Linked DNA regions of Ovis aries: all the other regions are linked to region 4. Evidence: chromatin contacts called from public Hi-C data. All regions are on one chromosome and are shown on one strand. Each heading gives the region's core, a stretch centred on a gene start, on an enhancer-like site or on the middle of the called end of the contact. The rest is flanking DNA. Distances are from core to core; before and after follow the strand shown. Region 1 has its middle 62 kb from the start of ZNF706. Region 2 holds the start of ZNF706 (zinc finger protein 706). Region 3 holds the start of PABPC1 (poly(A) binding protein cytoplasmic 1). Region 4 holds the start of YWHAZ (tyrosine 3-monooxygenase/tryptophan 5-monooxygenase activation protein zeta).

What was found. Hi-C and Micro-C count contacts between places; a contact is called where the count stands out from the background.
Region 1: a Hi-C map of blood shows a contact between it and region 4, with 1.9 times the contacts expected there. The contact joins the enhancer-like site here to the promoter of YWHAZ in region 4. A contact is called at or near these places in 2 of 16 Hi-C or Micro-C datasets (blood and tail adipose tissue).
Region 2: a contact with region 4 is called in a Hi-C map of tail adipose tissue, with 1.7 times the contacts expected there. The contact joins the promoter of ZNF706 here to the promoter of YWHAZ in region 4. A contact is called at or near these places in 2 of 16 Hi-C or Micro-C datasets (blood and tail adipose tissue).
Region 3: a Hi-C map of hypothalamus shows a contact between it and region 4, with 3 times the contacts expected there. The contact joins the promoter of PABPC1 here to the promoter of YWHAZ in region 4. A contact is called at or near these places in 2 of 16 Hi-C or Micro-C datasets (blood and hypothalamus).

The regions. Positions count from the first base shown.
Region 1 is chr9:76,163,558-76,166,257 of ARS-UI_Ramb_v3.0, forward strand. No RefSeq gene overlaps it. Among named protein-coding and RNA genes, the nearest start is that of ZNF706, 62 kb to the left of the region's middle. Within about 2 kb of position 1,339, at least 17 of the 54 cell types and tissues checked have an H3K27ac peak or open chromatin away from gene starts, as enhancers often do.
Region 2 is chr9:76,101,845-76,104,544 of ARS-UI_Ramb_v3.0, forward strand. It overlaps ZNF706 (zinc finger protein 706), which reads left to right and starts at 1,281. Exons shown (of 4, transcript XM_015097897.4): 1 at 1,281-1,500.
Region 3 is chr9:76,555,221-76,557,920 of ARS-UI_Ramb_v3.0, forward strand. It overlaps PABPC1 (poly(A) binding protein cytoplasmic 1), which reads left to right and starts at 1,382. Exons shown (of 14, transcript XM_060393490.1): 1 at 1,382-2,097. The coding sequence starts at 1,905.
Region 4 is chr9:76,346,593-76,349,292 of ARS-UI_Ramb_v3.0, forward strand. It overlaps YWHAZ (tyrosine 3-monooxygenase/tryptophan 5-monooxygenase activation protein zeta), which reads left to right and starts at 1,262. Exons shown (of 5, transcript NM_001267887.1): 1 at 1,262-1,555. The coding sequence starts at 1,262.

The DNA.
Region 1 (2,700 bases), core at 89-2,588, 180 kb before region 4:
CAATGAGGATCCTGCGTGCTGCAACTAAGACCCAACGCAGCCAAATAAAAAATAAATATATATATTTTAAACTTATTTTAAAAAGATCTGGGCTTGCTGGGGTCTTGTCTTCAAGTCTTTTAACCACTGCAAGTGAGGAAGTGTGGCTTGGCTGGGACAATCTCTCCCTTGGTTGCCTGGACAGATTTTCAGGTTCTTCATTCCCTGGAGCCGCTTATTCACTGACTCTTTGTCACGCCCACAGATGACAGATCTGCTAGGCTGCCCTCTTGATTTTACTCCAGCATCATTTTCTAACAATACAATCAGTCTTCAGTACTGACTACACAGTATTTGAATTTGAATTGAAATCCAAGTTTCCAGTTCCTCAAACTTTTGACCTCTCATCTCCTTTAGTTGTTTATGTTCAGGTTGGAGGAGCTCTTGTAGGAATGCTTTTTTTTTTTTTTTTTTTTAACCAAAAGATGATTGGAATTACACGTGGAATCCTAGAGTATGCTTATCCACATGTCGCGAATAGCACTCACCAAATTCCCTTTTTCAACCTGGACACTCTTGAGAACAATAAAACACATTTCCAGTCCTCCAGAAAGTAAAGAATTTTTAAAGCAGCTAGAGCAAAGCGTATTTGAGGAGACAAATCACAGTAAATACCTGTGTGTAATTAACCAGAATGAGCAGCGTAATCAAACAGCCGCTCCCCTGCCTATCAGCATCCCCGAGGATGTCCTTCTCTGGGGTGTATTTCTGGGGCTCTGTTGTCGCATGTTTTCTGAATTCAGCTTACTTGAGGTTTCACAAGGTTCTCATGACACACTGAGCAGTTAATTTTGATCTCAGAGTTTCCCAACCCGCCGAAGCCATTGTGGCAACACGACGGAAGAGTGATGGGGAAGTGGGGAAGGGCTGCAAGGTGGATGCTGGGGGAGGTAGGGACAGAGGGCCTTTGTCATTGTGTGCGCAGCCTCTGGGGGCTTTTATGACAGAGGAAATCTTGATCTCTTTGTGATGAAGTAGATACCTTACAGGCTCTTCCTGTTTTGCTCACACATTGCATAGTGTCAGTTGAGGCGAAAGGGGCCGCAGAGGGACTTTGCTCCACCTTCTCCCAGGGACAGCCCTGGAGACCCAGGCCTGGAAAAGGATCCGCTGCTCTTCCACCCTGTCCATAGTCCCCTCCCCCGGGCTGGGCAGGAAGCCACCTGCCGCAGCAAAGGTCACAGCTGAGGTCACCCTTGTCTTGTGCTTTTACATTTTGAGATCTGATTCCTGCGTGAAGCCGCAGCATGCTCTCTGGTGCTCTTTGAAAGTTCTCTGTTTTCCCAGCTGTTCTACAAACCTCTGTTGGCCGGGGCGGCCTTGCACATAGCTTTCCAAAATTACCGCAGCCTCGGCATTCTTTCCACCCACAGGATCTGCTGCTGACCCTCCACCTTCTCGAATGCAAATCCTCCCCCCACCTTCATACTGAGTTTGTCTCACTTCCTCCCCCTCCCCCCACCACCAAAAAAAAGGTGCCTGCGTCACTCTGGCCCATGCTCAGTGCTAGAACCGGGTCACCAGGCACAGCCAGGATTAATTTCCTTTATTCTTGAATTTCATATAAGTAGAATCGCACAGTGTGTCCTTTTTGTGTGTGGCTTATTTTGGTCAGTGTTTCATCTGTGAGATTCATCCACATCCAGCCCTTCTTATTCCCTTGTATGACCACAATTTGTCAGTTCCATTACTGAGGGACATTCAGGTTACTTCTGGTTCAGACTATTGTAAATCAGGCTGCTGTGAACATCCGTGCACAAGGTGTTTTCTGGACGTATGTACCCACTTGTCTGACATCTATTCCTCGAGGTCAAATCACTGGTCCTTGTAAGTGTATCTTTAGAATTATTAGAAATGGCTGGCTTTCCAAATCAGTTGTTTTAACATACGTTTAGTCCTCACAACGGGCTTCCCAGGTGGCGCCAGGGCTAAACAACCCGCCTGCCAATGCAGGAGACATAAGAGATGTGGGTTCGATCCCTGGGTCAGGAAGATCCCCTGGAGGAGGGCATGGCCATCCACTCCAGTATTCTTGCCTGGAGAATCCCATGGACAGAGGAGCCTGGTGGGCCTCGGTCCATGGGATCACAAAGAAGTGGACACGACTGAGTGACTTCACTTTCACTTTCACTTTGGAAGCATCTTACTCCAGTACTGTTGCCTGGAAAATCCCATGGACGGAGGAGCCTGGTGGGCTGCAGTCCATGGGGTCACAAAGAGTCGGACACGACTGAAGCGACTTAGTACGCACACACGCAGTCTTCTCAACAACCTTATGTGTTCCTCAGTCAGTTCACAATTGAGCACCTACTATGTGCCCAGTGCTGATGCTGGTGCTGGGATGGAGGAGTGACTAGACAGACAAGGTCTCTGTCGCTGAGACACATTCTCATGGCAGAGACAGGCAAGAAAAACCAAGGAAACAGAGAAGTCATTTCAGCTGCTAACAACGGGCTATGAAGAACAGAGCGTGTCACAGGACGGAGTGCTATGGAGGAGGACGCTGCCTCACCCTGAGCTCCGGGGAAGTGTCTTTGAGAAGCTGGGGAGAGTGTGGCCAAGCAGGGTGTGGGAAGAGTGTGAGGAGCAGACGGACAGACAGTGCAGATGCCCTGGGGCAGGAAAAATGTGGTGGGTTTGGGAGAGAGGAAGTCCACACGG
Region 2 (2,700 bases), core at 31-2,530, 240 kb before region 4:
ATGGAAGGGAGGGCGTGAAAAGGCAAGAGGAACCGAAATGAGGGTGAAAAGGAAGGACTGAACAACCAGATCCTTGTCTTATGCTACGTAAATGCCATCAGCAGTTAACTCCTCCCTAAACAATTTTGTGATTATACATATCCCAATCCAGGTAACTTGCGTTGTGTTTATGTTCAACTAACATTTCCCTGCGCAGAGACAAATCTGGGGGAGCGGAGGCTATGGGCAAGGTGGGAACGTCAAATGCAAAGTCTTCTTTGTTGTTTTATCTGTAGTTCTAACTAGAAACCAATGTGTGTTGGGGGAAGCAGAGGGCGAGGGGAAAAAAAAACACCAACGTCTACATGTCTTTCCCAGATAAACTTTAATCATCGTTACAAACGCCATCGCTCGATTCAGATATTAGAAATTACCTGATGTGGCCCATAAATCAAGACTCCCCGCCCCCGACCCAAAATCATCTCAACCATTCCCTTAAGTGTTACCAACTCAGTATATTGTTAAGTAGTCAGCTTGCAACAGTCAGGGAGGTCTAGCCGGCAGTTCTCAGTGACAGTCAGGCGTGAATCGTGAACTCACTAAACCCCTCAGATTGGTCAAACAACTGGGGTTTCCGTGGGAACGAGGTAAAAGGCAGCTGGTGAGAGAACAAAGGCTGCGCATCCCAGGCAAGGGCCTCCGGCCCGCTGGCCTCACTGGGGGCGGGGGTGGCGGTGCGCCCTGGTGGCTGGCTCCCGGGTCGGTGACCCACGCCGCCGCGGCGCTGGCGCGCCTCCCTGGGATCCCCACCACCACCACCACCACGCCTCCGCCAGGCCGAGGCACAGGAGGACGCCGCCGAGACTGGAGTCTCGTGAGAAGGAAGAGGCGCGGGGGCTGAGGCCGGGCCGCCGCCAGAGTGAGTGAGCAAGCGACCTGTGAATCACACTGCAGGCCATCACCCGAAAGGACCGAGATCACGCGGCTCCCGGGGCCGGCTGAAGCCGCCTAGAAGGGAGCACGCCGGAGGGGAGGGGCGCCGGGGACAGAGCGCGACGTCCCCTGCCGTTCCCGTCTCTGAGAGGCCGCCGTCCCGGCCAGGCCCCGCCCCTCGCACTTATGTAATAGGGACGCGCTACCATTGGCCCGCGAGACCGGAAGAGGCGCAGGCGCGCGTGCGGGTGGGGCGATGGGGAGGCGGGGCGGGAGGCCGGGGCAGGAAGGCGAGTGGGCGGGGGCTGCGCGGAACAGGCGGCGCTGGGGAGACTGGGAGAAGTGCGCGGCGTGCGCGAGCACGAGGCGTAGTGGCCTCCCTCAAGGCAGAGGCGGCGGGCGCGCGCGGCGGCGGCGGGTGCGAGTCGCGGGCTGTTGTGCTGCCGGCTCTCGCCTTTCCCCTCCTTGGCGGGTGGAGGAGGCCGAAGCGGTGCTGGGCGCGCTCCCCTTCCTCTCCCTCCGGCCACCTCCCCCCGCAAGCCCTCTCGTGCTGCGCGGTCTCTCCGACGCAAGACTGTCCCGGCCCGGGTGAGCGGCTGTGGGGGCGGCGCTGACGCCGCAGGACGCCCGGGAGCCGGGGTGGGGGGCCTGCCGGCTGGGTCGGCGGGGGCCGTGATGGGGCGGGCGGGTCAGCGCGGGTCGCGAGGGGCCGCCGGCCTGCCCCGCCTCCTTGGGGGCCGCCGAGCCTGCCCTGTCCCGGCGCGGGCCGCCGGGAAGGAGGGGAAGCTCGGGCGCCCGCCAGGCCCTGCAGGTGGCCGGCTCGCAGGCCGGCCGCGGCGGCGGCGGAGCGGTAACCTTACCCGCTGGCGGCAGCAGCTGGTCGGTTTCCCTCAGCTTGAGCTCCCGGTGGCCGAAGGGGCCGGGTTTCGGGCAGCGGAGGCCCCCGGGAGGCGTGTCTCGGGCCGGGGTCCGTGAGGAGGGGCCGGTAGGTAGGGGTTTCGGTGGCCGAGAAAGAGGAGGAATTCTTTTCCAGGCGGGAGAGGCCGGTCTGGGAAGGAAGGTGTGCCGGGCTTAACAGCCGGGCTCAGCGAAGTGCTGGCGAAGATAGACCTAACTGCCGGCCCTTTCATCCTCTCTCCTCTCCGAAAGGGACTTAGTTCACTAAAAAAGCCAGAGTCAAGTAGTTGTTCACTGCCCGGGCCTCTTCGTTTTCAGATACTTAATGGAAAATGATCCTACTTCCTGGATCCAAAAATTTTTTCTTACTCGTTTGTTTTGGTTTTAGGAGGCTCTTTTGGGGCAAGGCTTATACTTGGTACCTCCTGTAAGAGCCCCCCATATTGTAAGAACTCATTACTCGCTTTACTTACTTCCCTCTGTACAGCCCCCTCGGAAGACCATACAAAATAAAGAGTTATAAGCCAGCTTTTAGGTATTTGTAAATGACTTCTTGCCCCTCAGTTCGCTGCTTTTAATCAAGAAGTTATGCGTAGTTACGCTTAAGATTTTGTGGAAAACTCAGTTGGCTTGAGAGCAAGCCCTAAGTTGAGCTGTCCAAAAGCAGGTGGTTTGTTCGTTTGCATTTCTGCTTTCAAAAAGGAAATCAATGCAAGCGTGTCGCTAGAACTTAGGGGCCTGTCTTACGCATTTAGACTGATTTCAATTTCCTTTGCCTCGTGTTTTCTGTTTTAAAAATAACAGCAACCACAATCTTTTCTTTATTAAAGCTGTTATGTGTTTTTTGTTACTTTTGTGAGATGACAATGAGAATGGGAAAATGTATTGTTA
Region 3 (2,700 bases), core at 132-2,631, 210 kb after region 4:
TAGAGAATAAAAGATGCTAAAGCTTTAAAAATTGTAAAGTACAGTACTACTTTGAAGTGGGATTTGTATGTTGATTTAATGTCTTTCCTATCAACTGGTATTTTTGCAATTGATTCATTACAGCTAGCCTTCCTATTAAAGCCCCCAACTAACTCCACAACTATTGTACACATTTTTAATACTTCGTTTAGACTACTTCTGATTTTGCCTGGTTCCAAGTCTGTGGAGCCACGTACGACTGTGACAGACTCGCACTTTGCAGGAAAACATTTTTCTGGAGTCCTGTTCTCAGTTTCAAATTGCTGGCAGAAGTAGCACGAAATCAGTGACTCCACCCTAGCCTCTTAAGTGAATTGTGATCACGATACTTTAAAAAGGGAAACGGACAAAGACCTCAAAATAGTTTGCCCAAGTGAAAATCACGCTGACCAACGACAGCGCCCAGATGGGATACCCGGGAAGAGTCTTAAGGGCTCGGAAAGGAGAGGACCGGGAGTCCGAAGGCCCCTCCGCTCGCCGGTCCTCTACTGGAAGCACGACCCGGGTCCAGCGCTGGAACGGTTGCGGGGGGCGGGGGTGGGTGGGTCCCCGAGCGGGCGGCCAGGACCCGCGGCCGGTTGGGGGTCAGCGAGCACCGCGGCCGTTGAGGACTCCAGCTCCCAGCAGGCACCGCTTCCGCGGCCGAGGCGCGTGGCGGCGCTGCCCGCTGGGACTCGTAGTGCGGTCTGGTAGGAGAACCGGGGAGCCAGCCTGGGCTCCTTTTCGCCCACGTTGCGGAAACTGGGCCTGGTGGGAATCACGCCGGCCCACTCTGGCCCGGCGGCCCTAGGGGGCGGGGGTGGGGGTGGGGGCGAGTGGAACACGACTGGCTGCGGCGGGAAGCGGGCCCTCGGCGGCGGCGCACGTGGGGGGTAGTTAAGCGCCGAGAAACCCGGAAGCCCCGCGCCCCGCCCACCGCCCTGGTGACGGCTCAACGCCTCTCCCGGGTGGAGGTGGGGCAGGGTGTGTGGGAGGAGGGGCCGGCCCACCCGACTCCTCAGAGAGCCGCCCGCGAGCCGGTTCTCCCCTCCACTCCCCTCCCCCATGGGCCCTACGCCGCGCGGGGCCCGCCCACACCCCGGCGCGTGCGCAGAAGCCCCGCCCCTCCGCCCCAGCCCCACCCCCAACACCCGCAGCAGCAGCCGCCGCCGCCGCCGCCGCCACCTCTCCCTTCCTCTCTGCTCTTTTTCTCCTCCTGTTTTTCTCTTCCCTCCTCCCCCTCCGCCTCCTTGTCTCCTCCCCCTCCGGCGCTGACGCTCGCGTAGGGCCCTGGCGTCAGACGCGCGGGGGGCGGGGCGAGTGCGGCGGGGGGTATAAGTAGAGGGTACAGGAGGCGGTGCTTCCCCTTCTCCCCGGCGGTTAGTGCTGAGAGTGCGGAGTGTGTGCTCCGTGCTCGGAACACACATTTATTATTAAAAAAATCCAAAAAAAATCTAAAAAAATCTTTTAAAAAACCCCAAAAAAAATTTACAAAAAAATCCGCGTCTCCCCCGCCGGAGACTTTTATTTTTTTTCCTTCCTCTTTTATAAAATAACCCGGTGAAGCAGCCGAGACCGACCCGCCCGCCCGCGGCCCCGCAGCAGCTCCAAGAAGGAACCAAGAGACCGAGGCCTTCTCCCGCTGCCCGGACCCGAGACCGCCACCCTCGCTCCCCAGCCGGCAGCCAGCAGCCAAGCCTCCAGCGGCAGCGGATCGACCCGGTTCTGCGGCCGTTGAGTAGTTCCCGATTCCGGTTGATTTTTGTCCCTCTGCGCTTGCCCCCGCTCCCCTCCCCCCGGCTCCGGCCCCCCGGCCCCGGCACTCGCTCCCCTTCTCTGACGGGAAAGGTCGCGCGGCCTGTGGCCCTGCAGGCAGCCGTGCCGAGATGAACCCCAGCGCCCCCAGCTACCCCATGGCCTCGCTCTACGTGGGGGACCTACACCCCGACGTGACCGAGGCGATGCTCTATGAGAAGTTCAGCCCGGCCGGGCCCATCCTCTCCATCCGGGTCTGCAGGGACATGATCACCCGCCGCTCCTTGGGCTACGCGTATGTGAACTTCCAGCAGCCGGCGGACGGTGAGAGCCGGGCCCGGCGGGCGGGCGGGCGGGCGGCCATGAGGCTCAGGCGGCGGCGGGCGGGCTAGGCCGGCGGGCCCGGGGGGGAGGGGGCGGGAGGGCATGTCACCCAACCCGAGGCCAGCGGGCCGAGGCTGGGGCGTCAGGACCCCGGATCCCCGCGCCGGCCGGGCCCCGCGCCGCCGGCAGCCGCACGCCCCTCGCGCGCCCGGCCACTTCCTTCTCCGCGACCATTTTCTCGGCCTCAGCAGCGCTCAAACTTTAGGGTGATGACGCGCCCGGAGGGTGGATGAGATTGGGTTCTAACACCACGCGGCGCCCCCCCCGGTAGCGGCGAGATCCTGGGGGGTGTCGAGCGCCGAGACCCCTTCTCCGGTAGTCGGTGGAGGCACTCCCACCACCCCCAGGCTCCTGCCGGCGCCCCAGGACGGGGAGGAAGTGCATTTCGTTGCTCGAAAAATACCACGTGTTGAACCCGGTAACCTCCCAGGCCCGAGGCCTGTACCCTGCCGCGGGTCCAGTCGCCTGGGGGAGCCGCGGGGACTTGGAATAAAGTTAATCTGGTGGTCGTCCTCTGGTCTGCCACCATTCTCACTAACGTGT
Region 4 (2,700 bases), core at 12-2,511:
TAAGGGCTAGGAAGGTTATGCGACAATAGATTTTGGGTTTGACATTGAAAACAGTATACTTCCTATTAAGGCTAGCTAGTTACTTGTTTAAATACAAAGGATTGGTTCCGATTTGGTTTTTTAAAAAGAAATGTTTTGTGGGATTTCCCTGGGAAGGTAAAGAAAGGGAGTCAATTCCCGTACAGTGACTCCTCTGTTCATCGTAAGTCATGTACCCTTTGGGACCACTGTAGGGGCTAGTATCTTCCTGTGCTGCTTTAGGATCTTTCAGAAGGATGTCTTAAGGAATAGAATAAGGGGGAAATTGAAAAGTCCAGAGCTTTAAAATGAGGAAGAATTAGGAAGTCTTGATAAGGGCAGCTTGAGTGATAATGTATTCAATTAATTTTTGACTACTAGAAACAAGGCAGTAAGTCTGCATTTAAACTGAACAGTGACATCAGAAACACTGATCACACTGGGAAGCATTTAGTATCTACATTTTAGTGCTCAAAGATAGTAAGAATTGAAGTTCCAGGACTCACGGTTTTTTGTTGTTTTTTTTTTTAAGCCCATGTGCATGTAACAAGGTACAGATGAATGAAGCCTTAGGGTTAGTTATTGATCCTTGGTGGTGGTTTTACAGTCACAGTATTAAAATAAGCAATATGGTCATTTCTTCCAGGAAATTGGCATGCTGATCAACTGTTGCAAAGATCAGTGGGCTTGGGGTGGGAGTGTTATTGGCTAAAATTTAAACACTTGACAAGAGCAGATACTAACAGTAATAGGACATGAATTACATTAAAACTGACAGGAGTCGTGATTCTGAAAGTATGGTCGTATTCTTCATAGATGGTGTTTTCACTAAAGAAAAGCTGCTTGATTTTTGATTACCCAGTGATATTTGAAACTAGAGTTGAGATTTTGACCAAGTAAGATAAGGGTTGGTTTTTAAGGCAGCCTTTTAGTCAAGTGTGCTTCAACTTTATGTGAAATTAAGGATCTTGTGAACAAAGATGAGATAATGTAATTTTAGTTTTGCTAAACTGATTTTAATGGCTTTAAATGTACACTATGCTCATTGAGTATGCCACTTTTTTTTTTTTTTCTTGTTCTGAGCATCTTTTTGTGAAGTTCCATTGAATTCCACACATAGAGAATCTTCCATTGGTAATTAAGTTTGAAGTGTTAACATGTTTACAAAGGCTATGATTTTTAGTCTGTTTTACTGGAAAAAATATCTAAATGCTACTTTTTTTCCCCTGCAGAACATCCAGTCATGGATAAAAACGAGCTGGTACAGAAGGCCAAACTGGCCGAGCAGGCTGAGCGATATGATGACATGGCAGCCTGCATGAAGTCTGTAACTGAGCAAGGAGCTGAATTATCCAATGAGGAGAGGAATCTTCTCTCAGTTGCTTATAAAAATGTTGTAGGAGCCCGTAGGTCATCTTGGAGGGTCGTCTCCAGTATTGAGCAAAAGACGGAAGGTGCTGAGAAAAAACAGCAGATGGCTCGAGAATACAGAGAGAAAATAGAGACCGAGCTAAGAGATATCTGCAATGATGTACTGGTGAGAAACCGTTCAGTCTAGTGTCACTGTAATACAGAGTTTCTGTAACGATTATCAGTTCCATTACTCTCAGCTTTTTCTTTCTTTGGTTTCTCTTTTCCTTTTAAAAATGGGGTGTTCTAGATTTCCAAGTGTTTCAGAGTGTCATTACTAAAATGTTAGAACAATTGTGGTTAGATTTGTATAAAATGAATTCTGTAATGATTATCAGTCAGCTCAAATAGATTGGTAGTATATTTTGTTCTAATTGAAAAGGTAAAGTAATCAAATTATCATTTCAGTTGTGGTTAGAATATTTGTAGTAGTTCTAGAGCTGATTTTCTTAAAAGTATATAGATGCAGACATTTTACCTCTCTTGCTTTATGTTAGATGTAGTAGACATGGTAGACCTAGTAGCCTTCCCTGGGTTAGCCACTGAAATGTTAATATAATGAGTCAGCCGTGCAGAAAACTGGCTTGACAGTTGTTTTTGCCTTTCTGCATTTAAGTGTTGGAAGTCAACTTTGAACGTGACAACCACATTAAAAGATTATGAAAAACTCAAAGCTTGATTTTCCAGGTTCAGTCAAGAAGCATTTTAAGAATTCAGTGTCTACTCCGTTGAAGCACTGCTTCTCTAAATAGCTTAAAAGACGTGAACATTACATTTTGGTTAATTTTTAAATTTTCTTACAAATGGCGACTTTCTGTGCCAAAAAAGTTGAAATATAAGGATAAGTTTTCAAAAAAGTTGAAATATAAGGATAAGTTGGTGGACAGTGCAACCGTTTAGCATATAACAGCCTGTATACACTAACACTTTCATATTTTAACGAACAGGGAATTCGTGAAATAATGTTTAATGTGGGTTTAACTAAATGATTACTCTTACATTGCAGATGGGTACTCTTACATACACATGAGTCTCTGTTTGACAGGGCTCTGGTATATATAGAGAGGCTGAATCCCACTTTCTCTGAAAATCCAGCTGCATTTCTTAGTATTTGAATCTTGTTCACGGAAGAAGTACTATAACAAGCAATACAAAATTATTTCTGATGGGGGTTTGGAGTTTTTGTTAAAATTATAATGGTATTATGATTCCTTTACAGTAGTCTAACGCTGATGGAATAGCTTCAGTTCCTAAATTATGAGTATTTTTCTC